Regions from separate parts of the Mus musculus genome. Here regions 1, 2, 4, 5, 6 and 7 are each linked to region 3. The links are chromatin contacts, called in public HiCAR-type, HiChIP or PLAC-seq and promoter capture Hi-C maps. All regions are on one chromosome and are shown on one strand. Each heading gives the region's core, a stretch centred on a gene start, on an enhancer-like site or on the middle of the called end of the contact. The rest is flanking DNA. Distances are from core to core; before and after follow the strand shown. Region 1 holds the start of Aars2 (alanyl-tRNA synthetase 2, mitochondrial). Region 2 holds the start of Tmem63b (transmembrane protein 63b). Region 3 holds the start of Supt3 (SPT3, SAGA and STAGA complex component). Region 4 holds the start of Enpp5 (ectonucleotide pyrophosphatase/phosphodiesterase 5). Region 5 holds the start of Hsp90ab1 (heat shock protein 90 alpha (cytosolic), class B member 1). Region 6 holds the start of Tmem151b (transmembrane protein 151B). Region 7 holds the start of Tcte1 (t-complex-associated testis expressed 1).

What was found. Promoter capture Hi-C pulls out the DNA fragments that hold promoters and counts their contacts. HiCAR-type assays count read pairs that join an accessible place to other places. HiChIP or PLAC-seq counts read pairs in DNA pulled down with a chosen protein or histone mark.
Region 1: a promoter capture Hi-C map of pre-B cells shows a contact between it and region 3, with 2.8 times the contacts expected there. The contact joins the promoter of Aars2 here to the promoter of Supt3 in region 3. A contact is called at or near these places in 3 of 39 promoter capture datasets (the 3T3-L1 cell line, hippocampal neurons and pre-B cells), 1 of 484 Hi-C or Micro-C datasets (pre-B cells) and 1 of 115 datasets of contacts at active chromatin or transcription factors (large pre-B cells).
Region 2: a contact with region 3 is called in a FOXA1 HiChIP or PLAC-seq map of pancreatic cancer cells. The contact joins the promoter of Tmem63b here to the promoter of Supt3 in region 3. A contact is called at or near these places in 1 of 39 promoter capture datasets (pre-B cells) and 1 of 115 datasets of contacts at active chromatin or transcription factors (pancreatic cancer cells).
Region 4: a promoter capture Hi-C map of liver shows a contact between it and region 3, with 1.9 times the contacts expected there. The contact joins the promoter of Enpp5 here to the promoter of Supt3 in region 3. A contact is called at or near these places in 10 of 39 promoter capture datasets (the 3T3-L1 cell line, 3T3-L1-derived adipocytes, the HPC-7 cell line and 5 more) and 3 of 115 datasets of contacts at active chromatin or transcription factors (astrocytes, embryonic stem cells and large pre-B cells).
Region 5: a contact with region 3 is called in a promoter capture Hi-C map of pre-B cells, with 2.1 times the contacts expected there. The contact joins the promoter of Hsp90ab1 here to the promoter of Supt3 in region 3. A contact is called at or near these places in 3 of 39 promoter capture datasets (hippocampal neurons, liver and pre-B cells) and 2 of 115 datasets of contacts at active chromatin or transcription factors (bone marrow-derived macrophages and pancreatic cancer cells).
Region 6: a HiCAR-type map of astrocytes shows a contact between it and region 3, with 2.7 times the contacts expected there. The contact joins the promoter of Tmem151b here to the promoter of Supt3 in region 3. A contact is called at or near these places in 2 of 39 promoter capture datasets (embryonic stem cells and hippocampal neurons) and 2 of 115 datasets of contacts at active chromatin or transcription factors (astrocytes and pancreatic cancer cells).
Region 7: a HiCAR-type map of astrocytes shows a contact between it and region 3, with 4 times the contacts expected there. The contact joins the promoter of Tcte1 here to the promoter of Supt3 in region 3. A contact is called at or near these places in 2 of 39 promoter capture datasets (cranial neural crest and pre-B cells) and 2 of 115 datasets of contacts at active chromatin or transcription factors (astrocytes and pancreatic cancer cells).

Annotation. Positions count from the first base shown.
Region 1 is chr17:45,505,336-45,508,681 of GRCm38.p6, reverse strand. It overlaps Aars2 (alanyl-tRNA synthetase 2, mitochondrial), which reads right to left and starts at 1,841. Exons shown (of 22, transcript NM_198608.2): 1 at 1,601-1,841; 2 at 972-1,163; 3 at 56-201. The coding sequence starts at 1,828.
Region 2 is chr17:45,684,631-45,688,256 of GRCm38.p6, reverse strand. It overlaps Tmem63b (transmembrane protein 63b), which reads left to right and starts at 2,039. Exons shown (of 24, transcript NM_198167.3): 1 at 2,039-2,140. Mrpl14 (mitochondrial ribosomal protein L14) reads right to left here and starts at 1,908. Exons shown (of 3, transcript NM_026732.3): 1 at 1,830-1,908.
Region 3 is chr17:44,775,233-44,779,126 of GRCm38.p6, reverse strand. Supt3 (SPT3, SAGA and STAGA complex component) reads right to left here and starts at 1,961. Exons shown (of 12, transcript NM_178652.3): 1 at 1,699-1,961. It also overlaps a transcript of Runx2 not described here.
Region 4 is chr17:44,076,964-44,080,530 of GRCm38.p6, reverse strand. Enpp5 (ectonucleotide pyrophosphatase/phosphodiesterase 5) reads right to left here and starts at 1,729. Exons shown (of 4, transcript NM_032003.3): 1 at 1,549-1,729.
Region 5 is chr17:45,571,015-45,574,790 of GRCm38.p6, reverse strand. Hsp90ab1 (heat shock protein 90 alpha (cytosolic), class B member 1) reads left to right here and starts at 1,530. Exons shown (of 11, transcript NM_008302.3): 1 at 1,530-1,624; 2 at 2,880-3,026; 3 at 3,172-3,378; 4 at 3,614-3,773. The coding sequence starts at 2,880. It overlaps Gm35399 (a long non-coding RNA gene), which reads right to left and starts at 1,476. Exons shown (of 2, transcript XR_385595.1): 1 at 1,395-1,476; 2 at 1-1,294.
Region 6 is chr17:45,547,762-45,551,406 of GRCm38.p6, reverse strand. It overlaps Tmem151b (transmembrane protein 151B), which reads left to right and starts at 1,730. Exons shown (of 3, transcript NM_001013749.2): 1 at 1,730-2,124. The coding sequence starts at 2,008.
Region 7 is chr17:45,522,084-45,525,854 of GRCm38.p6, reverse strand. It overlaps Tcte1 (t-complex-associated testis expressed 1), which reads right to left and starts at 2,421. Exons shown (of 5, transcript NM_013688.2): 1 at 2,284-2,421.

The DNA of each region.
Region 1 (3,346 bases), core at 592-3,091, 730 kb before region 3:
CTGCTTTCCACTCTTCCCATTGCCAGTGAGGGACAGAAGAAGGGGCCTGACTTACCCCAAGCTTAGCCAGATGTCTCTGGTCTCCAGGTCTGGGTCCAGTCCTGTCTGGGAGTCACCACTGAAGTAGGAGACCCACAACCTGTCCTCAGGGATCCCGTAGACTTGAGTCAGAAGTTCCCAGGCCATGCTACAAGCTTCCTCCTGTAGGCAAAACCACCACGGGGGGTGGAGAGATGTGACATTGGGGCCACCCAAGATCATGAGGCCAAGACAAAAACCATTCCCACTACCCACCCTAGTTTCAGATCAAGCCATGTCCATTTCTGCCTTGAGTTTTTCCTGTCCCCATTCTTACAAGCCTACCTTCTTTCCAGACCCAGATGAATTCTATCTTCTCCTTAAGCCTCTCAACCCACACACCCTGACCTGGGGACTTCATGTCCAATGACAATCTCAATACAGCTGCCTGGCTATCTGCTCAGCTAACTTTTAAATAGCCATTAAGCAGGAGACAACCCCTTCCTTCAATCAGCGAAGTGAGGCATATTCTTTCCTATTGGATGTCGTGTGTGTATGTGTGTGCCCGTGCCCGTGTATGTGTGGTGTACACACCTGTAACATGTGGACATGTGCTTGTGAAAGTCAAAGGACAACTATGGGTGACTGTACTTAGGAGCTAATTTTTGTTTAAAACAGGGTCTCTCATTAGCTTGGGACTTTGATGTTGGCCAGACTAGCTTGTCTGTGAACTTCTTCAGGGATCTGTTTCCATCTCCCATCTGGCCATTCCAGCATCATAGGCACACACCGTTAGCCCGCACTTTAAATTCGAGTTCTGGGGAATCCACAAGCACTTTACCAACCCAGTCATCTTTCTGTCTCCCCTATAACACACTGTGTTTAGCTCTTGGTCACAACATCCAGCACTCAGGGTTCAAAGACTTTAACTCTAGAGCTCCCTGGAAACTCACCTTAAAATATTCACCCCCGAAAGCCCAGTTGCCAAGCATCTCGAAAAACGTATGATGAGAGAGATCACGCCCCACATCCTCCAGGTCGTTATGGCGTCCTCCAGCCCTGACACACTTCTGGCTATTAACTACACGTCGGAAGCCTGCCATCTCACTTCGTGGATCCACTGTGCCCAGGAAGATGGGCTTGAACTAGAAGCACATAAAAGTCAGGAAGGGTAGAGAAGAGGTAAATGAACTTAAACAAGAGACTCTGCCTAGTAAAAAGTAGTAAAATTTACAGATAAGGGAAGTGGTTGGACAGAATCAAAGCTTCAAGAATATTACCAAGCACCTAGCAGGAGTGCAATAAATGTCTACTCAATGGATGAATTTTATTTATTTAAATAGTCTTCCACTCAGAGCCTGCCCCTCAGGACTTCACAGCTGCTATCCAGAGATAATAAACTTAATTTCTCCCCACAAGTTTCCAAGCTAATTCCCCAAGACCTAACCAGGCCCCCACCCCATTTTACCCAGCCTCTCTTCCACTCAGAGTTCCGCCCCTCACTTTTTTGGTCCAATCCTGAAGCGCTTTTCTCAGGCTGACTCCCGAGCTCCGCCCCCGATCGGTGTGGCCCCGCCCCTACCTGGTTCATGCCTGCATTGACGAAAAGCAGGCTGGGGTCGCCGCGCGGCCTCACGGTAGCGGAGGGCACGAGCCGGTGGCCGTGGCGATCTCGGAAGAAGCTCAGGAAGGCGTCCCGCACGGCCGCTCCGTGGGGTGGACCGGGCTCGGTTGAGAAAGGCTGCCATGGGCACGACCTCCCAATGGCTCGCCGCAGCTTACCGGCTGCGGCAGCCAACGCCACCGCCATCTTAGCTCCGGGCAACGGCTTCGCGGGGTCAAAGAGTGACGTTCGAAAGGACGCCTAGTGTTTCCTACAGCGGCCCCTGGCGGGTGGAAGACTTGGGGGGGGGGCAAGTCTCAGCTTCTAGTGAAAGTGTTTCCCCAAGAAGGGGACTTCTTCCCCTGGCGAGCGGCTCAGCATACCGTAACTTTGCATAGAGTAGGCCCTTAATTCATCCAGGATTGAACAGATAATTATAAAAAGATCATTACATGCTAGGCTGTATTTTGAACGTTAGTAGCAATATTAACACAATGCCTCTGCTTCCAAAATCTGTATTCTGGCAGTAATGGTTGTTGTGCTATTGATTTTGTGGAGTTGCAAAGGAACAGGTGTGGGTGCAATTCGGTGCGTGGACCGTGTGGTTTGTGCTGATCCAGGCTGAAGAGTGCCAAGGGATCGTGAGTATTCAAGAGGTGGTCAAGAACCCTGCGTAAGTGCCAGGCACTGCTCTAAGACCTTGCCAGGTCCTCTTCTGCCCTCGGTTTGCAGAGCCACTTTGTCCTTAGGGACTGAAGCAGGTTCTTTGGAGCAGGAGTCTGGTGGAGACACAGAAGCCAGACTGCATCTGCTCCATTATTAATTGCTTAATGACATTTGGTCTTTTAATTTGCTTGGGGATGAGAGAATCCAGGTCGACAGGTCAGGACAAAGCTGTTGGCTGAGAGCTGTGGCGATGGCTTTCCATGAGCCTCCCAGGGCCCTGAGGCTTTGAATTTTGCTGAGAGAAAAGAGATACCTGTCCTGGCAGGCCCAGTCCCCTTGACTTCCTTTCTATGGTAACAGACCTTGTGGGTGCAGCTAGACAGCTCAAGGACTTCTCATGATGACCTTGCTTGACCTTTAGTCTGGGAAAGTTAGCAGATCTAGGAAGAGAAAGGGATTTGCCAAGTTTAAGACCCAACAGAGCAGTGGTTCTCACCCTGTGGGTTGCAACCACATAGGGTTGCATATCATTCATTTACATTACGATTTGTAACAATAGCAAAATTACAGTTATGAAGTAGCAATGAAATAATTCTATGGTTAGGGGCCATCACAACATGAGGAACTGTTTTAAAGGGTTGAAGCATTAGGAAGGTTGAGAGCCACTGCACTAGAGGTTACAGAACTGAGGTCTTTGTGGTCAGAAGGACAGCCTTGGCCACCCAGGGGGCTCTTTTGGCCACCAGTCTTTGTGTGTTATTTGGGTCTTTTGAACTTTTGAAGCACAGCTTCTTTTCGGGGAATACATAGTCTATTTTGGACTTGAGTTTCTATAGCAATAGTGAATTCTGACAAGCCTGTATATCTATCCCGTGATCCTCTGCCTTCTCTTTTCCATGTAGGTTAAAGGTGTTGTTCTGCCTCTTTTGGTTTCCTCCAGGGTGTTTGGAACAGAAACCTGAAGCCAGATGGGGATTTTTGAGATTGGTGACCTTGAGAAAACACTGAAATTCTTTAACTAACTGCGATGAGCCCGTTTTCCCAGCTAGAGGAGAAGGA
Region 2 (3,626 bases), core at 790-3,289, 910 kb before region 3:
CTTCTTGGATGTGTCTTTCCTGTGGAACTTTGTACATAATTTTATTAATTTAGGTGTGTATTGATAGAAAACTAGCATGAACCACACTCCTGGAACAATAAAATTCACTTTGAGGCCAAACAGCACATCAGCACTGATAATAGAAGATGGGGGGCCTGGTAAGCTGATTTGGGGGCTTCTGGAGATCACTGGAAGATGTTTCTGGAATTCTACTATTCTAAAAAAAATAATAAAGTGGGAGTCTGAGCCTCTGAGCTCCTGAACCCGTTTCTCAAGTAGCACGCTGTTATAGGATATATGCCGCAGTTAGATGTCCAGAATCCTGGATGATGCAAAAGTCCTTAATCTTGGTTTTGGAGGGCTTTGTGCCACCACAGGTGTGCCACCATTACCACCAGCCCCATCAAAACCTGTTTCCTCAATACAGCTTCTCAGTGACAGCCCCAGGCAGTCTACAGCGGCAGACGCAGCTCCATCTTCTTTCCCTTACCACCACCAAAATCCTCAAAGTTGGGGAATTTGTATGTTTGGTTTGATTTGTTGAGACTTGGTGTCAGGCAATCTCAAGCTGGCCTTACACACCCAAAGCAGCTAAGGATGGCCTTGACATCCTTAACGGCTACCTACATCTAGGATTACGGGCAAACCCCACTGATGGCCAATTCCAATGTGCTCATTACTAGTACTATCAACTGCATCTTCAGAGGATTTAACTGACTAAAAACTCAAGCTAAGGAAAGCGAGAGGTATACAAGAGATCAATACTTTCCCAAACTTTTCTACAACACACAGAAACAGTAGAAGACACCTAATACACCCCCATGCCCTTGTGTCCCAAGACAGAATACCTACTGTAGGCGCAACACACACACACACACACACACACACACACACACACACACGATGGCCATGATCTACTAAACTGATTTCCAAGCCACTCATGGGAGTGTCTGAAAGACACTTCAACAGACCAAATCTTAGAGCTGCAAACCCCCAGCTACAAAACGAGCAGCTGAATAGCCACATACAGCAAACACAGTGACCAGGATGGTAGTGTCCAGTCGTGATGCAAGACCCTCCCTGGGTGCCACCATTTCCCAAGTAATCCAAGGTGATCCCGTCTCGCCTCTTGTGACCGCTACACAGTTCCTCATCTAAGTCTCAGCGTGTAAAGCTCACTTACTGCGTACAGCGGGAAGCAGTATTTCTTCTGTCCCCTTTAAGACCTCGAAATTTAACAGGTGGTATCTGTCGTGTCTTTGTATTCGAGATGTGTGGTGACATACAGAAAAGGGGCGTTCCACCTCTCCAACTCTCAAGTCTTAACCCCACCCCCCCACTAGGAGAGGTCTTTGGTGAACTGAGAATACAGGGAATCCCCGGTGCAAAAGGAGTCATTCAGCCTGACAGAAGCAAAAGCAAAGACTCCCTCTTTACACCACAGAAGTTTCTAGCAAACTCATCTCCAGGCCCAGCAAGAGAGAGAAGCAGATAAAACTGCGGGAGACGCGTCAAAGCAACCGGCCTAGCCACTTAACCCAGGCAAGATCTCAGCCCCCATTCCCCGAGGCTCTACATCCCGAACTGGATAAGCAGGTGGGCGCATCGGGGGCGCGTGGGAGGCGCGGACCCCGAAGCCTTTGGCAAAAAGGCAGCGAGAGGGTCCAGATCTGAGGCCTCGCGAAGAGTGAGCACCCTTCTCACTTGACACTGGGTTTCCAGTAAGGCCTGTCCTCACCCCTCCCCGACAGCGCCTCCCTTATTGCAGAGAAGAAACCGGGAAAAGCAGCGCGAGGGGTGCGAGGTGTTCCCCTGAGCCCCCACCGTACCGCGTTAACAGCCTGGGAATCTCCCGCCACGGACCCCCGCTTGGCAAGGCCCCGCCCCGCACGCTGCGCCTGCGCGCCAGGGGTTCTCCGTGAGTGCGCGCGCACTTTCTACGTGTGCGGCGTGGGGGCGGGTCCTGCGGGAGCCCCTCCCCGGCCCTCCCTCCCTCCTTCTGCTCCCCCTCCCCCACGCGCTGCCGCGGCCGCCGCAGGAGCCCAGAGCTCTAGCCGCCCGGCGACTCCCCCTCCCCCTCCCCAGCCCCGCCCCGCCCGGAGCCGGGGCTCCCGAGTCGGAGCCGAGTCTGCGCCTAGGGGTGAGTACGCGGACCCCTCCCCAGCACCCCTTACTTGGCTCATAGGATCTCACCACCACCCCAAGGAAGGAAAAAAAAAGCACCCGGACTCAGCTGCGCGTCCCCTCCCTTCCACCTCCTGCGGGACCCAGAGGTGCCCGGGCCCCACGGGACCCAACGGAGGCACGCTTTGTCCCCAAACCCGCACCGTCCCTGCCAGATGTGAGTCCTCCCACCCCTGTCGGGGCTCCAGATGTGCGCCGTCCTCTACCCCCGCCCCTCAGGAATATTCCAAGGCGTGGGACCCCTGCGTCCCGGCCCTCGAGTGCCACTCTAGTTCCACCTGCTCCGTCCAGGTGTGCGGCCCCTGCGCGGCCCTCCTCCGGTCCCAGCTGCTCCCCAGCCGCCGGCGCCGCTGAAGGGAACCACCCGCCTCCGCCCCCGAGTTTTGCATTCTAGGGTCGCCAAGTCCAATGCCCTCGGTCTCTCTCTTTTTTTTTTTTTTTAATTCTTTTTCTTGTTGCTGGGGACGAAGCCGGCCTCAAGCAAGGGGTTCATGCTTGGGCAAAGGGCAGGGCTCGAGGTGTTAGCACCAGACGAGTAGCTGCCCCAACCCTGGTGGGGACTGATCTGCGGGCTGGAGAGGGCGGCCGGCCCGGGGAGCATGTCCTCTCCTGCGCCCCACACAGAGCAGTTCATTCATGAGCCGCCCGGGCCTGCGTTGGAGGGTGCGGTGGGGAGAAGATTCAGACGCGAATCCGGAGTAGGCAAAGGCCCTATTGAGGGGGAGGGGGCGCGCTTTGTCCCTCCCGGCCGTCTTGACCGCCTGGTGCGGACTGTCCCAAAGCTTGTCGTTGTGTTGCTCAGAAAAAGCAAGGATGCCCGGGAAGTGGGGAAGAGAGGTCAGAGGGGCTGGCTGCCCTTGGAGCTTTGTGCTGCCACCCGCCTTGGTCCCCTGATCGGAAGTCTGGCGGCCGGTTGCTCAGAGGGGCTTGGGGCTCTGCTCTCTACCGAGTACCACTCCCTGACCCTGAACCTCCTCCCGGTCTGCAGTAGTCGGGTGAATGAGATTGTACCCAACGCCTCCTGAAGAGGGGACCACAGCCCTCTGCCTTCCAGATATAAGAGAGAAGGGGAAGGGGAGTGGCTGCCAGGCTCAGGTGGTGGGTATGCTGCCAGCACCTTTGTCCTCCCGGGTACCAGAGGGTCTACGTCCTGGCATGTACCAGGTAGCACATGCTGGGGCCTGCTGTTGAAGTCTTGGCCAGGGAGTGAGCGAGTAGGTGGGTGGGGATGTTTTGAGGCAGAAGATGGGTGATAAGTCGCGAAGAACCCCTTTTTGGCATCGGTACAAATTCCTTCCAAGTACAGCAGAGTAACAGAAAACCCGGTTCAAATCCCAGCTCCGCTGTTCTTTGAGCTGTGCGACCTTGGCAAGTTACTTAACCTATCTGAACCTCCGTGTCTATCTAAAAGTGTGATTAGTTACTACCACCTCCTTCCGAGG
Region 3 (3,894 bases), core at 712-3,211:
GGTTCAACCCCCAGCACAAAAAAGGGGAGAAGGAAGGAGAGGGAGAGACAGGCAAGGAGGGGAAAGTTTTATTTTCAAGATTTACAAAACCTCAGATAAAATATAGTTGGGTATATTTCAAAGAAAGTGGTCTCATGACACATTTATCACCAAATTTCACTTTTCTCTTCAGAAGTTTGACTGTGAATACTAAAATGATTTCAAAAATTGCTCAAAGGTTACTATTATAATTTATTAAACTGCTTTATAACACAAAAACTTAAGGTGGAATTGCCACCTCTTAAATAGGGGGGGGGGGGAACCACAACAATAAAAAGTTTAAACTATTCTCTAAGAACTAATCAAATGGTAAAAGACAATGGAAGCTATAGATAATTAAAGAAAACTCTAGTTAGCACTGTTGTCTTTCCAACTAAATCTGCCATTAGCTTTAGAACCAGAGTTCAGAGCATTTTGCTTTAGTTTGCCAAGCTGTAAATAAATACTAGCAGATCTACAATTTGAATGAAAGGCATTATAGAGATTCTAATTACGAGTCCTTTTAAAAGCATAAATAGTTCAAAAGCTGGCCTGACTTAAAACTCAACCAAATAAAAAACTGCAACTGGCTCTCAATCTCTCAACTTTTTCAGACCTGTGGGATCCCATGCAATAAGCACCATGCCTGTGTGTCTACTTACTTACATTGTAATTAATTTGCTAACCAATTAAAAAATCAAGCTCATCAGAGCCACCTGCACCCGGTGGTTACCATATTGGTAGCCCATAGAGTATAGCATTTCCAGCTTGGCATAAAGTCCCCTTGGGCAGTGCAGCCGGAAAAGGGTGGGAAGCTTGCAATAGTATGGTTAAAGTAAGGTCTGGTTGTGCAAAACATTATCTTAGTAGTCATATTCCGCCTCGCTGGAACACGCAGAAATTCTACCAGTTGTTTCTTTCTTTAAGTAAATCTTTTAACAGTGAACTAACTCAAAAATACTGAGAACTCAGGTTTTATCCCAGATAAATATGTACTGGTTTCTTCCTGAGTCTACTAATTCCAAGGACATAAAGCTAATTTTAATCCGGGTGTTCAGTAACAACACTGCTACTGGGATCCTGTCTGACCGTCAAATATATTCCACTATCCCTATAACTCTTATCACTTGTCACATCAACTAGCCTGACTTCCAATATAGAAGGCAAGATGACAGACAATTTCCTTGGAGCTCAAACGTAATTAATCACAGCTGGCGTGATACAAGCTTTTAGCACACAGATCTTCTCCCATAAACCTGAGTTTTGAGCTAGGCTGCGATGATCCCCATCTATACCCCCCGACACCACCGGCTAAATGATTTATTTCCCCAGGGGTCCCAGAGGCGAGCTCTGACAGCAACATCTCTGTGTCCTCTGTCCCTCAGCCTGCATGCACACTGCACTTCCTTCCACTACCACTTCCTAGCTTCCTAGCTTGCCTTCTTGGAGGACTTCCCACCCATTTGGGTGACAAGCCTAAACGGTGCCTCTCCGCCCGGCCCCGAGGGCTCCCCTGCCTCACGCCCACCGACAACGGGGAGGAGCCACGGGGCACCCCACGCTCGGCGGCCTGCATCCGGCTGGGCCCGCAGCCCCGGGCCAGGCATTTGGCTGCCACGACGTCCCTCAAGTTCCCATGACCTCGCCCCACTCCCCGCCGCCCCCACGCGCCCCCACAACCTCTGCTTAAGACACGTGGAGGCACGGCTGCGCGTCCCGCGTGGAGAATGAGAGGGGACAGAGATGGCGCGGTGTCTGCGGCGGCGGCGGCCCCGGGACACGACGGGCAGGGGGGCGGGGAGTGGGGGGAACCAGAGATTGTAGAAAGGGAAAAGGTGACTGAGCTAGGCTGGAGGGGGTGGGGGTAAGATGGCGAGAGCGCCACTATGAGGGGCGGGGCGGGGGTAGCGGAGCCTGGGGTGACTAGAGGGACGGGCCAAGCCGTGCGGCGAGAGCGCATGCGCACCCGGCTGGCCAGCGCGCGCGGTCGCGGGCCTGCTTCTTCTACTTCCGCCACACTCCGGGGGCGGGGCTTCGCGCTCCCGCCTCGGCGTACGGAGCGGCCCGCAGCCACGCGGCGGAGCCTCAGAGCGGGAGTTGTGATGAGTCGAGTGAGCGATCTGGCAGAGGAGCTGGATTTGGCCTGTGGTGACTCTGCAGACCGTAGGAGTGAGCCCGAGGAGCTAGGATTATTGAGAGTCGGTGATCTGCACTGGGAGAAGGTCTATGCAAGCTTCTCTTCAGGGGTTGGTCAGGTGACCAGAATTGTTTCCAATGACAAAGGGGCGCAGAGTTAGGAAAGACTCTCTCCTCAGAGAAGCACTGTGTGAGGACTCAGTCCGTTCTAGGACCTGGGAACACCCACCTACCCACCCCTACCGGCCCTTGCGCAAAATCGAAAGCCTGTGAAAACTCATCTGCAAAGTTACCCCACCCCACCCCCGTTCCTTTCTACAAAGTTCCATTACTTTAAAAAGCATGCTTTAGTTAATAACTTTCACTATTGGGGAAGCTTTATAAACAAGCAGTGGTGATTTTTCCTTGCACCACTTATATTGAATTGTATGTATGACCTGTCTTCCCGTGTTTGATGGTTGCAGGTGTAGTACCTTAATGAACTGGAGACAATTGTGTGTGATGTTTTCACTCGGCTGTTTAGAAAAGAAAATATCCACTATCCTACCATTTCAAATATTATTTTTATTATATTATTTTTACTATTATTATTTATATTAGTCACTTTTTTCGCTAGGGTTTTACTGCTGTGAATAGATACCATGACCAAAGCAACTCTTAAAAGAACATTTAATTGTGGCTAGCTTACAGGTTCGGAGGTTCAGTCCATTATCAAGACAGGAGCATGGCAGCATCCAGGCAGGAATGGTGCAGGAGGAGCTGAGAGTTATACATCTTCATCTGAAGGATGGTAGTAGAAAACTGGCTTCCATGCAGCAAGGATGAGGGTCTTAAAGCCCACACCTACAATGACACACCTACTCCAACAGGGCCATACCTTCTAATAGTGCCATTCCCTGCGCCGAGCATATACAAACCATCACATTCACCTTTACCAGGTCTTTTCAAGCACTACTTACTTCATTAATGTCTTGCCTATGAATGTATGAGTTCTGAAATAATCCTATTTGCTGAGTGTCTTTAAAACAGCCATTCATCTGATCATCTCCTCTCTGGATTGCAATTGTCTTGTGCTTAGTCCTCTGTAACTGCCAGACACTTCAATATTTGCCAAATACACTTCCAAGAGTAGATTTAGGATGTGGAGGGTCAACATGAAGTGTAAGATCCAGGCTCACTCTGCCCAAAGCTGAGTGCGAGCTATATGGGAAAGTAGCCAAAAATTGTCATTATTTCCTTAAAAATTAAGACTAGATTATATACAAAAGGTGAAAAGACTTTTTTAGTACATTGCCAAGAAATAGGAGATTGGGCTGGGCGTGTAATCCCAGCATTGGAGAAGTCAAGGTCAGCCTTGATTTTTAAGACTGAGCTGTCTTATAATAAAAATAAATAAACAAACAAACAAACAAACTGCTGTAAAAACAGAAGACAGATTATCCAAAGAAAAAAATTCCATGCAGATCATTTTAATTAAAATTCTGCTCAACTAATATCATCGCACAGGCATTTCACCTCCAGATAAAGACCAGATTTGACTCAAAAACAAATTATAATGGTCAGGTCCAAAAAAAACTTGGGACAAATGGCTATCTGGTTCCTATTAGCTTAAAGCATGTGCTGGCCTCCAGGCTTCCTCAGGACCACAAGAACCTGGGACTCTTCTCAGCTCTGCTCATCTTGCCTTTTACCCTAAACCTTTCCAGCTCATGGGCTTCCCTCACCCAGAGTCTTAGTAAC
Region 4 (3,567 bases), core at 480-2,979, 700 kb after region 3:
AACTGTACAGAACTCCATTTGACACAGGACACCAGGGCCAAAACGCTTTAGTGCCACTTTACAAACAAACAAACAAACAAACAAACAATCTTATAGTTTCCTATATTCTATCAAAAGATATTCCTCAAAGAAACAAAGGAATTACTCAAATGGACCCCACAATAATATTTAAAAAGATGATTTGTATATGTGACTTTTCAGAGACAAATTCAGGATGATTTAGAATGCTTGAAAATTTGTAGATATGGTGTGTGTCTGTGTGTGTGCGCGATGTGCGCATAGGTGGTATGTGTGCATTGTGATGTGTGTGCATGTGTGGTATGTATAAATGTGTGGTATGTGTGCATGTGTGGTATATGTGCATGTGTGATGTGTGTGCATGTGTGGTATGTGTGTATGTGTGGTATATGTGTATGTATGGTATGTGTGATGTGTGTGCATGTGTGGTATGTGTGGTATGTGTATGTATGGTATGTGTGCATGTGTGATGTGTGTGTGTATGTGTGATATGTGTATGTGTGGGATGTGTGCATGTGTGATTGTGTGTGCATGTGTGATGTGTGTGCATGTGTGATGTGTGTGATATGTGTGCATGTGTGATGTGTGTGATATGTGTACATGTGTGGAATGTGTGCATGTGGCTCTGACTTGCCTTGCTATGGTCTAGGAATGGGCAGATGTAACCTATGAGGCAGGCTGGCTTTGTTTTCAGAACCATAAGCTGTATGCAAAGGATGCATATGAGCTTAAGGTTAGATTTGCTTTTTTAAACTGTGGTTTCATCCAGACTAGAAACTGTTTTGGACATTGGTCTCAAGACAATGACTGATTCCAAACTTAAATTTACTATTGTATCTTGAATGCCACTCATTCTGGGAGCAACATTAATAATGGCCATGACGGGGAATTAAATGTATGCAGGAAACTGCAAATGACTGATCCCTGTTTCTTCCCTCTTTTCTTTTCTTTCCCCCAATTTTCTCTCCCATCTCACTAACACGAAGGAAATTATTATCAACCAAATACAATTTAATGCCAAGAAAGAATCAGTTGCACGGAACATATGATTTTTTTCCCATCTATTTTAGTTAATTGAGGTAAATAGAAGACAACTGTTTTCTTGGGGCAAACTGAAGCGAAGTATGAGGCTCTGTCTAAAGCTCGGGGATGTTCGATAATAAGAAGCAACATAATTACATGGGTGCCACAACGCAGGTGGGGGTGGGGATGAGGAAAAAAGGACAAATCTCTCATTTCTCCACGCAGAAACAGCACGGAGCCCTGAAACTCTCTAGATCTCGATTGAAATCGCCCTGGCCTTTCCAGTCCTTCCTCTCTCCAGCCTCCCCCACCCCCACCCCGCCCCAACCTAAGCAAACAGGCGCACCAATCAAAGAGCAGAGGAGTGGGCTTATGTCAGGGTGTTTGCCAGGGTGGGTGGGTGCGTCGCCTCTTCTCTACGGGGTTGCTAGGCCTCCCCGCCCCGCTGGCCGGTGACAGCCCCAGTGTGGGCCTCTGGAGGCAGGCCACCCTTCTCCGGGGACTCACCCGCGCTGAGACAGATCTGTCCTGGAACGTTTGGGACCAAGAGGAGGCAGAAACAAGGGGCACTGTAGGATCCTGTTCGCTCACCTGCACGCAGCCTCAGCGCAGAGCACCTGACTCGTCGCTGCAGCCCGCCCCGCTGCTGGAACGCCATTGGCTCCCGCCAGCTTGTCACTGTTACCAGGGTGAAAAATCCGCTCCTAGGAGTAGCTGTGCTGCCTGTCAATTAGCGGAAGCAGGGGGGCGGGCGCTGCGTGGGTTTGAAGGAGGGGGACTTGGTGGCCAGGTTTGGGGATAGGGATGGGTGGCTGGGGGCTCTTGTCACTCAGAACTGCCCTGGTAGGCCTGTTGTGTCCGTGATATTGAGGGACTTTAGTGTGCTATCCCAGTGGTTGGAGATCTGAAACTCATGTTCATTATAAGCTAATTTTATTCTACCATCTCTTCTGAGTTTTCTTCTTCCTTTATCATAAACTGATGACGTCACTCAGTAAGCTTTAATTGAAGGAGGGACATCAGAATATCCAAGCTTGCCATGAGATGGTGTTAATAATTCGAAACAGGGTCTCATTTAGCTCACCATAGTGTGGAACTCAGTTTGTAGCCCAGCATTACCTCAGTCCTAGTACCTTCCTGCTCCAACTTCCTAAATTCTGGGGATTACAGGCATGTATCACCATGCCAGGTTTTATGAGGTGCTGGGAATTAAACCCAGGTTTTCCTGGATGCCAGCTGAGCACTCTCTCAACTGAAGAATATCCTTAGCCCTCATGAATCTTTTGTTCATGAATAGCTGGTGTCAAGTATTTCCTCTATGGAAGGCTTTGGGAATCTAGTCTGTTCTGAAGCCCAATGTGTGACTTCCAAGTGTTTGCATCTTATTATAAGTTGGCCACGCAGGCACTCCCCACTCCTATCCTCCAAGCAGTAGCACCTGAAAGCTTCAGCTAACCAAATCTGTCTGCAATAGGCAGTATTATCTGCTTGATTGTCACAACTGAAGTTTCAACATTTAATCAGCTGGTAAGGCTACAAGCATCCACAGCTGTGGCCTTGGTGCCTGTCTGTAACAAATGTCTTCTGTTCTGTGTGCTGGGGCTGTGATGTTTGTAGCCACGTTCTGTAAAGGAATTGAGCCCTTTGGTCTTAGCCTTTGGTGTATTTCTAATGAGGGGACAGTCTCAACTCTAGCCATGGGCACTTGCTAAATTGGGCGGCACTGCCCTGAAGGGCATTTGGGCACTCTGCCATGGGGATTTTTATCATTTTCAACACGTGGGAAGGAGGCGGAAAGGGAGGTTGTTTCTGCGTGTAGCCAGACCCAAAACCATGAAGCTGCACAACTTGTTCCGAAGCCCCAAGTCCTGACCTTTGAAACTGCTCAAAGTTGGAAGGAGGTGGTTCAGTCTAGTAAGTCCTTATCTCCCAGCCTAAGAAGCCAATTCCTTGTTCACTCCAAAGAAAGAAAACCTGGAAGAAAAAAAAATCAGGGGTGAGAATGGGCCTGTTTCTATGTGGGTCATTGAGAATTGGAGGCTCTGCTCACGTGACAGGCTGCCATGCTCTGCAAACTTTTTATGGAAGTTGGGATTGTTTCCCACCCGCCACGCTTACTAAATTGTACAGTGTAGTTGCTAAGCACAGCTCAGAACACAGAAGACAACTCTCCGCGGGCTCAGCGAGCTCAGGACCTACTTCTGGATCTCCATACAATAATGTCTAGTGGTCAACTGGTAGGCTTGAATATAACTCACTTTCCCAGTGGGCAGGGTCTGGCTCAAATAAGGAATGATTGTTGAGTTTTTGTCGACAAACTTCCTGCTTCCACATCTGTACTCTGCCAGTTGTTTGAATTTCTGTCCAGTCACAATAGCTACTGAGCAAGTTATGTCAGCATGGGTTAGAAAGGTTCCTTTATTTCAATGGAAATAGCAGGATAATGTCAGAAGTAGGGATGCATGTCTGAACACAGAGCAACAGGATTCACTTTCGTTTCACAGGCTTGGGGTAGGGAGGTCCCTC
Region 5 (3,776 bases), core at 281-2,780, 800 kb before region 3:
CAAGGAGAAAGCAACTACTGTTTAACAATGAATGCACATTAGACAGACTGCAGGCAAGCACCGGGAACAAAGGTGTGGGCGGTGGTGTGGGGACACAAGCCAGCATGAGCTAAGATAGCAGAGCACTGAGTGCCCATCCTCTACTGGAGGGCTCATCAGTCCAACAAGCTTCCAGATGCAGCCTTGGAAAAAGGCAAGGCTAGATTGCCAGCTGAAGGACATGGCAGGCCACCTTTAGAACAGAGGCACTGGCACAACTTGGTTTTCTGGCTCCTGGAACTGGGCCAACCTGTGACCAGCACCTTCATGCGGATGCCTAGAACTCCAGCTTCTCTGAAAAGACTGGGACCTGCTCCTCTCTAGGTCCAAAGAGCTGCATGCAGTAGGGAAGAGGCTAGAGAAGCGAAACCAGCTTGAGAAACAGCTTGTGCTCACATAGGGAGGGCGCACGTACCCGCGCGCTGTGTACGTGGGAGACCGGGGAGGCTGAGGGGTGGGGAGTGTTCTACCCAGTAGCGCAAGCTGCTAGCTCGGTTCTCTGTTCACTAGAAGGTGTCCGCAGTCACTCACCCCCACAGCCCCCGTGCCCTGTGACCGATCCAGGTCAGCTATCCCTCCCTCTGCGCTCCACTCCCCCACTGTTATGTGGGCCTCTTAGGGCCACGCGTGGAGGGTCGTTCAACCCTGGCCCACGGTAGGCAGACTTGGGGAAAATTTCTTCCCAGGGTAAGATCAAGGTAGGGGAAAAAAAAAAAAAAAAAAAGCCACCCAGCCAAGCGGCGACGAAGACACTGCCCCCGCCGCAGCAGGGGAGGTGGAGCCTAGGGGGGAGGGGTGGAGACCGCCGAGACAGGCCTAGAAACTGCTGGAAGAAATCGCAGCACCACCGCTGCTGATCCTTCCGCCGCAGGCCGCCAAAGAGTCCCTACCAGCCCAGGCCCGTGCCCCTCCCCTCGGGGAAAGCGGCTCCCAGCCTGAAGCTGTGCTGTACCCGGGAGGGTGGGGATGGGGGAATCGGGGGCCTCCTTAAAGTTGGACAAGGAATTTATCATCCTTTTCTCTTGATGTGCGATTTGTAGGGAACATTCTAGTAAGATCGGGTCTGGAAATGGCAGCCGAGTTGGCCACCTCCATTCTCTTTCAGTCCCCTGAGTTCTGGACTCTTGGGGGGTGGGGGGGTGGAAGCGCCTACCTTGAGTTTTCTGAGGCAGTCCGTAGGGTATTCGCCCGCAGATACATCCCTAATTGCATATGCATGCTCCCTGCTCATCTTGAGGGGGGACATGTCCTACTCCTGCAGAAATGGGGGATGTGCAAAACGATATTGAATTGGCCTTGACTCAGGAACCAGGCCCGGGGTCCCGCTCCTCCCCGCCCCCTCCACGATCTGCTACCATGACGTCAAGGTGGGCGGGCGGCGGCAGGTGCGTGGCCCGCAGCCACTCCTTTAAGGCGGAGGGATCCAAGGGCGGGGCCCGGGCTGTGCTTCGCCTTATATAGGGCGGTCGGGGGCGTTCGGGAGCTCTCTTGAGTCACCCCCGCGCAGCCTAGGCTTGCCGTGCGAGTCGGACTTGGTCCGGGCCCACCACCCTGCTCTGTACTACTACTCGGCTTTCCCGTCAAGGTAAGGCCGGGGTCTCTCGTCCCCGGCGGCTCTCCGGGGGCTTCTTCCCGGGGTCCCAGCCTCCATCTCATCTGTCCCAAAGCCTCCTTCCCCGGCGGGGCAGCCTGTGGAGATAACGTGTCTAGAGGTTAGAGGTTCGGGCTGTACCCCGGCGGGCTTGCACGCGAGGCTCCCCGGGGCGGGTGGATTCCCCGGAGCGTGGGGTGGGGGTGCGGCCCGGCCAGGTGGTGGGCGGCCGCACGTGGTAGTCGCCGACCCGGGACGCTGCCATGTTTGCCCTCCACTTCCGGGCGCGGCTGCAGGGTCCGCGCGGTGGCGGGCTGCTCTGCGTGACTCAGCAAGGCCTGGGGAGGTTGGCCTGGCTGCCTCCCCCGGACGCCGCCGGTACCAACGTGCTTGATTTTGGGGAGGGGTGCACAGCAGGGACGCCGGAACCCACCGCGCTTTCCCTTTCCAGATCTTTCTGCCCTCCCAGTGGAGGGCGGGGGAGGAGAGACAGAGCAGGCACGAGAAGATTCCTAGGTCCCTCCCTTTCTCCTCCCCTCCCCGGAGCTCAGATTGTTCTGGAAGCCTGGGCGCCCCGCCCCAGTGCCCGGATGCTGGGGCGGTGGGAGGGTTTCAATGGCGCCCCCTCCCCGTGTGGCTCCTGCCGACGCATGTCCGGCAGTGACGAGGGTCGTTGGACGGCTGGGCCACCATTTTACTTGGGTTCCGGCCTATGCAAGTCTGCACAGTGAGTGGTCACGGTGGAGCTCTTGATTTCTTTGTCCTGATTTAATTGCCCCGTGAGCGCCTCCCAGACTACAGCTTCAAGGTTCTCTTGCCCTGCTGGGTGGAATAAAATAAAAATTAAAAAAGACTGCTTTTTCTGTTAAAGTTGTTCCTCACCCCAATGAGGAGATTGTAGTTAAGGGGTGTGAGTACCAGGGGTTGCTTGAGGTTCTTTTTTATGTATTGTTAACTTAGTCTGGATTTTTACCATATTGCCAGGTGTTCTGTTCAGAGTCAGTGAGCTATGCACTGAACATGCCAATGTTCAAGAGTTTGACTTTTGGGCATCTGTTCTGGAAAACCCATCTTTTAGGTTTTTTTCTGTCATTTTTGTCTTGGCCATTGTAGCTTAAATGTCCTTTTTTAAAGAAAATGGCTGCTCTTGTCTCTTTGGGTTGGATACTTTCCCAGACTAAAGAAGTTTGAGCTGGATATTAAAATGTGTGTCTATAATGGTCCTTAGTAGTAATTCTTTCATTCTTAGATGCCTGAGGAAGTGCACCATGGAGAGGAGGAGGTGGAGACCTTTGCCTTTCAGGCAGAAATTGCCCAGCTCATGTCCCTCATCATCAACACTTTCTATTCAAACAAGGAGATTTTCCTCCGCGAGTTGATCTCTAATGCTTCAGATGTGAGTATTCTGTTGTTGAATTTCTAAGGCTTCACGGAAGTGTGTGTGTGTGTGGGAGTGATTGAGAAGAACAGTTCAGTTGATGTTGAAGGGGGAGGGACTGTTTGGAAAAATAAAATAATCTGGCTTTTTGCGTTTACTACAGGCCCTGGACAAGATTCGATATGAGAGCCTGACGGACCCTTCTAAGTTGGACAGTGGGAAAGAGCTGAAAATTGACATCATCCCCAACCCTCAGGAGCGCACGCTGACTTTGGTGGACACAGGCATTGGCATGACCAAGGCTGACCTCATTAATAACCTGGGAACCATTGCTAAGTCTGGCACGAAGGCGTTCATGGAGGCTCTCCAGGTGTGTGGCCTTTCATCCACACCGTCCTCTAATTTGTTACTGCTTAAGTTAAAATTTGTCTGTCTAGGGTATTACATATTAGGACACTTATTAGAAAAAAAGTACAAGTGGTTGGTCAGGACAGCTTTGACCCCTAGATCTCTGGACATTGAACTGATTGTTACCTTGCGCAGCAGATGGTTATACTTGGCCAAGAACCATGTTGCTGATCCTCTTTACTTCAAACCCTTTGCAGGCTGGTGCAGACATCTCCATGATCGGGCAGTTTGGTGTCGGATTCTACTCGGCCTATCTAGTTGCAGAGAAAGTGGTTGTGATCACGAAGCACAATGATGATGAGCAGTATGCCTGGGAGTCGTCTGCGGGTGGCTCCTTCACCGTCCGGGCAGACCATGGTG
Region 6 (3,645 bases), core at 481-2,980, 770 kb before region 3:
AAGATTTCTCTTGTGTCATGGGTGGGAAGGAGAAGTTTTCCCTTCTGGAGACTCCGCACGTCCTGTTCAGGGAGAGAACGGACTTTTTGATCTAAAGAGGGTCATTCAGGCTGACACTTCAAAGCAGTAGGTGAATAGAAGACCATCTGTTCTCTCTGAGGAGGGAGGAATAGGAAATGGGGCGTGGAAGCAGAAGCACTGGGGTGGGGGGAGCAGGCAGAGGTGGGGGGATACAAGGAGTGGCTTTCCTGATCCGAAGAGGCAAGGGGAAACCTGGCACCTCAGTATGCTTATTTCCTAACCCCAGAGATCAGATATGATATCAACACTGCCTCAAGGTCATCCCCTGCTCCAAAGGAACTTCTGGAATTGGGAATTGAAGCTAGTTCTTCCCAAATGCTAGACAAGTGTTCTGTCACTGAGCTATCACCCCAACCTACTACCTAACACCCTTTTTTTTTTTTTTTTTTTTGGACAGTGTTTTGGTATCTAGTCCAGGCTGGCCTTAAGTATTGATCCTCTTGTCTCAGATGTGTGTCACTTCCCTTCACAAAGAGAAAGCTCTGAAGTCTAGGAGTCATCCTGTGGGTGCTGGCAGGTGGTTCCGTAAGCACTCACTTGTCCTCCTCATGCCTTGGTCTCCTCCGGGTAAGGAAGAACAGTTACTGTCTGACAAAGACCCCAGTAACACAGTGGGTTGGCACAGTGACTATTCACACCCAGAACAACCATTGCCCGGTCTTTATCACAATCTATTATAATGACTGGTTTGCATGTCTTCTCCTCAACTAGGCTGTGCCTTTTGAAGGTAGGAAATTGCATTTTATTTCTATACATGACATACAGTAGGTGCCGAGTACTTGTTTACTTATGGATACACCAGGAATGCACGCAGGCAGAACACTGCCAGTCTCTTGTGTGTCTTAGTCAACGCAGGGAAAAGCAGCAGTGGGTGGGCAGCATACAGGGCCTGGCTACTGGCAGTCACTCAGCTTGCTGTGGTCTGTGACTTGACCTCCCTACCTCGGCAGACTAGTGGACTTTTTCATTGTACCCGGGAGGAACAGAACAAGGGCTTAGAGAGAGAAAGTGTTTGTCTAAGGCCACACAACTTATGGCAGGGCCAGAATTAAGAGTTAGGACTCAGGTGTCCTTTACACCCCCCCCCCCCCCCCCCGTTCTAGAGAACTGGATGCACTTGATCGCTTTTCTGGGGCTGCTCTTGGGAAGGAGGGAGAGCCTCCCTGCGGCTCCTCTCTCTGCCCTCCAGTAGTCCTTTCTTGGATTTAGCTTCAGCGCCTCTAGAGTCCGGCTTCTGCCTTAACCCTTTACCATACAAATTAGGAATAAGGGTCTTCCCTAAAATGTCCAGACTCATTCTCTTCTCCCCAGCCTTCAGCTTCAAGGACTTGTGGGACCAGAGATGGGAGACCGACGCTGCTTGATCCTCCCGCTCGCCAGGGCCCTTCTAAGAGGACAGCTGGAGAGGAGTTGAGGCTGAGATCTTCCCAGAAGGGGCAGGCGGAAGGAAGATGCGGTGAACAGGGCCGAGAGACAGAAAGGGTGCGGGGAGCCCCTGTTGCTTCTCCCCTTTAGCGGTGTGGTGGTGGTGGTTATTAGGAAGGCTTGGGGGAGGCGGAGTTTGGGGGGCTGGGGGCGGGGCTCTGATGCACTGGGAGGAAGAGGGGGGGCGCGCTGGCTCCAGCTCGGCTCAGACAAAAGGCGGCGGCGGGAGCGGGCGGGAGGCGGAGCGGCGCCGCGAGGGCCTCAAGGTGACACCCGCCCCCGGCCCCGGCCCCCCCAGCCCGGCCCCTTCAGTCCGCCCTCCCACCCATCCCCCCATCTCCAGCCTCCCCCGTGCCCTTTCTAGGCCCCCTCCCCCCGGCGGGGGGTGGGGAGCAGAGAGGGCCCCGCCCCTCGCGCCCCCTCCTCAGGACCAGCGCAGGATGCCCCCGGCCCCTGGCAGCCCCCCGGGAGGTCCTGAGCTCAACGCGCCCCCTCTACGCCATGTCCCCCCCTGGCTCGGCCGCGGGAGAGAGCGCCGGCGGCGGCGGCGGCGGTGGCGGCTCCGGGGTCCCAGAGGAGCCCATGGCATCGGCGGACGAGGGCCCCGCCCGAGAGGAGGTGAGAGCCGGCGGTCCCCGGTTCCCCCGTACAACCGCGACCTGGCCCCCATCCCCCGCACCTCGCGCGGTCCCCGCCGGTTCCGCCGCAGAGCGGCCGGCGCCCCGCACCCCGAGCCGGCCGCTGCAGCCGCAGTCCAGCAGCATTGCCCCGACCTGGCTGCCCGCGCAGTCCGCTGTGGCTAGGAAGGGGCCGTGTCGGGGGCGGGGCTCACGGGGGTCCGGGGCAGGGGGAGGGGCCCTGGGCGGAGCCTCGCAGACCCCCGGCTTAGCAGAGAAGGGCTAGGCCATCCCCCAGGTGAGGATGGTGGGCGGCATCCCACCTTGAAGGCCGGGAGGGAGGACTGGGAGTGCTCGGAGGCAAGAAGAGTGCCTTGGGGGAAGTGATGTTGTCACCCTAGCTGGGATCATAGGAAGATCAGACGGGTACAAAGGCCATACCCCCTGGTGTCACTGAGAGTGTGTGTGTGTGTGTGTGTGTGTGTGTGTGTGTGTAAGGGGGCTGCTGCTCACCTCTCTCTCTTAATGCCTGATGCTCCCCCTAGGGGGCACTAAGCTTAAGAATTTCTGAGTCAGTACTGTGCGGTACCTTGCTAGGGTCCTACTTTTAGTCTTTTGAAACCAGGAGACAAAGAAACTAAGGGAAGTAGAAACTCTAAGTTCCAGCCTTGCATCCACACTGGTGCACACCGTGCATATTGCACGGAGGCAGGAGGAGAGTGGGGATGGACGTGTGGGTAGCCCCTTTCGGTTGTACTCACATTGGGACAAGCACATGACCAGGCGGGCACACAGGTGCACCTATACACTCGGCTTCCAAAGGCACAGCTCCTGAAAGGCTGTCCTCTTACTGCCTTGCAGGTACCTGCTCTGTGTTGTTTCCTGTTCTTCTTAACTATGCCCAGAAATCTAGGGCCTCTGCTGTTAACTTGGTTAAAACACTTGGTTTCTACTGCCTTATCTCTCTCTTTCTGACTGGTCCCAAGGCCAGGCATGAAGAATTAAAGGGGCCAGTCAGAACTGCATCAGAAGGTTGTGTGTGTGTGTGTCTTTGTGTGTGTGTGTGTCTTTGTGTGTGCGTGTATACACACATGTGTGCAACAATGCAAAAAGAGTGGAAGACAGGTTATTTGAGCAATCAAACTCAATCTTTATTGATTATGTGCCTGCTGGGTGTCACTTAGGCAAAGAGAATGAGACATGAGCCCTGCCCTCAGGAGCGCTCCATCTGGTGGAGAACTAGACATGTAAACAACTCAGAAGGTACCAAGTGCTTTTAACAGAATGGCCCTGGGAGAGGATCAAACATTTGTGACAAATGCCTGAGAGCTTTCAATGTCTTCCTTACCTATGGTTCATACCCCCATCTCCTCTGCCAAGGGGCCCCATTCCCTCTTTCCCATCCTAGAATAGAGAGGAAGAATGTGTGCTCACCAGGAAGGGGTGTGTGTGTGTGTGAATAGTAGGGAGACTCACAGAAGGACACAGAGGAGGTGGGAAGGATGAGACTGACCTGGAAGCG
Region 7 (3,771 bases), core at 1,172-3,671, 750 kb before region 3:
CATAACAGCAGCAAAGTTACAGTTATGAAGTGGCAACGGGATAATCTTATGCTTTGGGGGTTTACCACAACAAGAGAAAATGTTCTAAAGGGTCAGCAGCATTAGGAAGGTTGAGACCCACAGATCTACAGACTCATCTTCCTTGAGAGCCTGTGGGGTGGGGAGAGAAATGGAGTTTAGTACTCCAAGGTCCCACTCCTTTCTTCATGTCGGGGATTCTCTTTGGCATTTCAGACAAGCTGGGGCCACCAGAAATGCATGTGTCTTGTGCTGCTGTGTGATGTCCCCACTCAGGGCAGTCTCTGCCCTCAGAACATAGAAGTGGGAGGTGGGTCATGACTTTAATCTTGGGGTCCGTCTCAAGGACCTGTAGGCTTTACATAGCTGCGTCTCTAGCATCAAGTGCAGCCAACCAGGACCACTATTGGCAGGGAAAGGCCATTCTTTCTCTAGGTGTCCCTGTCCTCGGGACCAGGACAGGGGTATAAAAATACAGGACACAAGGAGTCACAACATAAAGGGCTGGGAATTTCTGGGCCTTGGTAAAAGTAATAAAATGGTGTCCCATTTTGGCCGGGGCTGTCCTCATTTTGTATGGCTTTGTATATGGTGGACAGGTGGTCTGGGATCATAACCTTGGCTCTGTGTAGCTATGATTTATTGCATTCTAGACGTGCAATGGCAGATGCCCACAGGGGGCCGGCCCTACAGCTGCTGGCTGAGCGCTCAGGCCTTGGACTGTCTCCAGACACCCCCCACCCCTTGCCTCTCACACCTCAACAGCTTTCAGGGGCATCACCTGTCAAATGGAGACAGTCATTAATATTACCTTCATCACCTATCATCCACTGTAGGTGATTTAGGAGCTAAACTGTGTGACATTTCACACAGGCTTGGCCTGGAGCTGGCACTCGTTAGCAGCCTCCCCTATACGAAGCTCACTAAGCCCTCATGTCCATTATTGACATTTGTCACCATAACACCATTGCCCACACCTTACAAAAGAGGAAACTGAGGCTTAGAAAACTGAAGAGATTCGCTGTCACCAAGCCAGCAAGCCAGACGGACTGCTTATCTGCCCCATGGGCCCTCTTGCTTCTCTGAGGTACCCCTTTCTCACCTCATCTCAGTTCCAGAAAGGTTTCTGGAACTCCCTCCCCCCGTGGGTTCTCTGGTCACCACTGTGGAGCCCCAGCCTTCACCTACTTCGCTGCCGAGACGCTTCCCTAAGGCTGGATTGTGGCCGACTTTGGCTTGAGGTCTCCACAAGGGCCCAAGAGAATGTTGCAGGTTTGCTCTTCTGCCCTGCTCACGCTGGGAGCGCATGTTGCTCACAGACTGGGTCAAGCTTGGATCTCTCCCTCATATTCCTTCCCTTTTCATCCTTCTTCAAGTCCCCAGTAAAATCTGGCCACGTCAGGGAGGTTCCTGCCACTACTCAAATGGGCCTGTCACGCCCCATGTTTCTCTGCAAGTGTAGCTGTGGTGGTCTGCTGCAGGGGCAGGTTAGGGTCTCCATCCACCTCTCTGCCAGCTTCCCACCCACGCGTACCCCATGCTCCCCACAAAGAGCCCTCCTTGGGTCTCAGGTTCCTGTATTCAGAGCCCTGGGCTTTTGTTTACATCTTCCCTGCCCTCTATTGCCCAAAGTCCTGTTGTGAAGTCCCAGTTTATGGGCTGAAGGAAGAGAGAATTTAAAACAAACAAACAAACAAACAAACAAACCAACCACTGTTTTTCTGAGAGCCCAGGTTTGGTCTCTGGCTCAGGGAGATAGCTTGTTCATAGCTTCTGGGTCCTCCCCATCCTAGCTCAGGCATCTGTAGTCAGCTCTATGGAAAGGGACACTTGCAGTAGCTCTACCCACGACTCCAGCCTCCTCTCTTCTCCTCCCCTTGGTAACTCAGAGAGACCAGGTCCATGGGGGACGTGCAGAACCCACAGGGCCTGTAGCATTGTCCTCAGCTGAGGATTGGGGACTCTCCTCTTCCCAGGTCTCCCCATTTCTTTACTTGAATTCTAGACCTCTAGACCAGTTTACAGATAGTCGCTGTGTGGAATGCAGAGCCTGGATCCCACCTCTAGAAGACAGGCGTGATGAGCTGGGGGCTTCATGTAACTGCAGAATGGGTTCTCCCATTACAGGACATACGAAGCTAAGATGACGGCTGCGGGGCCATAGACCCGCGTGGGTTGCAGGAGCTGGCAGGGCTTTGAGCTTAACCAGCATGGTCTGATTGGGGAGATCAGAGTTGGGGGTCCCTTTCCCGGAGGTCACCTCACCTGCTCTGGGGACCCAGGAGACTGCTCTCTGAGGCGGTTGGCTTGGCGCAGTTGGTTGTTAGGGACGCCTGAGTCGCCAGGGGGCGGACCCTGAGCCCTCCGCCCTGGGCGTTGGCGCCCTCCTCCTCGGTTGCCCCTAGTGCGCGTGCTCAGAAAACGACCCTATGCTCTCGGCCTCCGCTCGTGCTTTCTGGCTGCGTGTTTCGGGATGCATTAAGGTTTTCGCGTGGCTCTAGAGGATGTACTTCTGATAAGGAGTTGGGGGGCGGAGGGGGGGAGGAGAAGAAGGCCCAAGAAAAACAAAGGAGACAGGGGAAGCGAGGGACTTTCTACAGTTACTTAAGCCTCTGGAATTCCCCTGTGGTCGAGCTGTGGACCCCAACTCTGCTGGGGAGCCCCTTCGGTTATCTCTAATGTGAACCAAGTATCAGAGGCAGGAAGGGCCTGGGCCTCCAGAGCGCTCCTTCGCTCAGCCTGGCGGAAGCTCTCAAGGCAGGAGAGACGACTCCGGGGATCAGGCTATATGGAATAGAAGAACTCATTCTCTAAAGCAGAGGGACAGCAGACTGTGAGTGTGCGTGTGTGTGTGTGTGTGTGTGTGTGTGTCCGTCTGTCCTAGGAAAGCAAAGTTTAGCTTTAAGCTAGCTTCTCTGGTCAGATTGCCTCTGTTGAAGCCTCAGCTTGGTGGCCACGAAAGAGCTGGGCCCGCGGTAAAACCTAGTAGACCAACCTACCACCAAGGTCCAGCGGTCAAGCCATGCAGTGAGGAGCCATGCTTCTGTCCCCATGTCCCTTCACGCTCTCACATGAGGCTTACAAACCATCGTGTGTATAGTCGGTGGATGATCTTGATTCTGCTGCACATGCCTTGCTTCTCCAGAGCCCGGATTACAGAGAGTGGAATCGTGTTTCTGCAGTGCTGGGGAATTGAACCCAGGGCTCAGTCCATGCTTGGTACTGGGCCACCGGAGCTACATCCTCACTCCAGATGCTTACATGGTAGTCAGTGTGCACTCTGGCACCGTGTAGCCCCACGCTTCGGAGTTAATACAGTGTCAGGGAATCCTTGCTATGAAAATGTGCACTCCCACTGCTGTACCCACCCCTCACTCCTGTGTCTAGGTAGAGCTCTGCCTGGCAGCTTTGTTCTGATAGAGGAGGGTCTTCCCTACATTCCTTGGCTCCACTGTGCTTCAAATGCTGGGCTTCGGTCTCAGCTGCTCTATTTGCGCATGCTTCTGTGTGTATAGATAGGTGCACAGGTATGTACATGCATGTGGCGGGTGACCTCAGGTGCTGTCCTCCTTGAGAAAAGGTCTTTTGCTGCCCTGGAGCTCAAAGACCAGGCTTAGTTAGATGGCTCGTGGAACTGGGGGAATCCATCCCCATCCCCCCCCCCCCCCCGCCCCGTCTCTGTGCACTCTTCCCTGACTGCACAGCTGGGAGATTATGAAGGTGCGCCACCAAGGCTGGCTTTTGTGGCTTCTG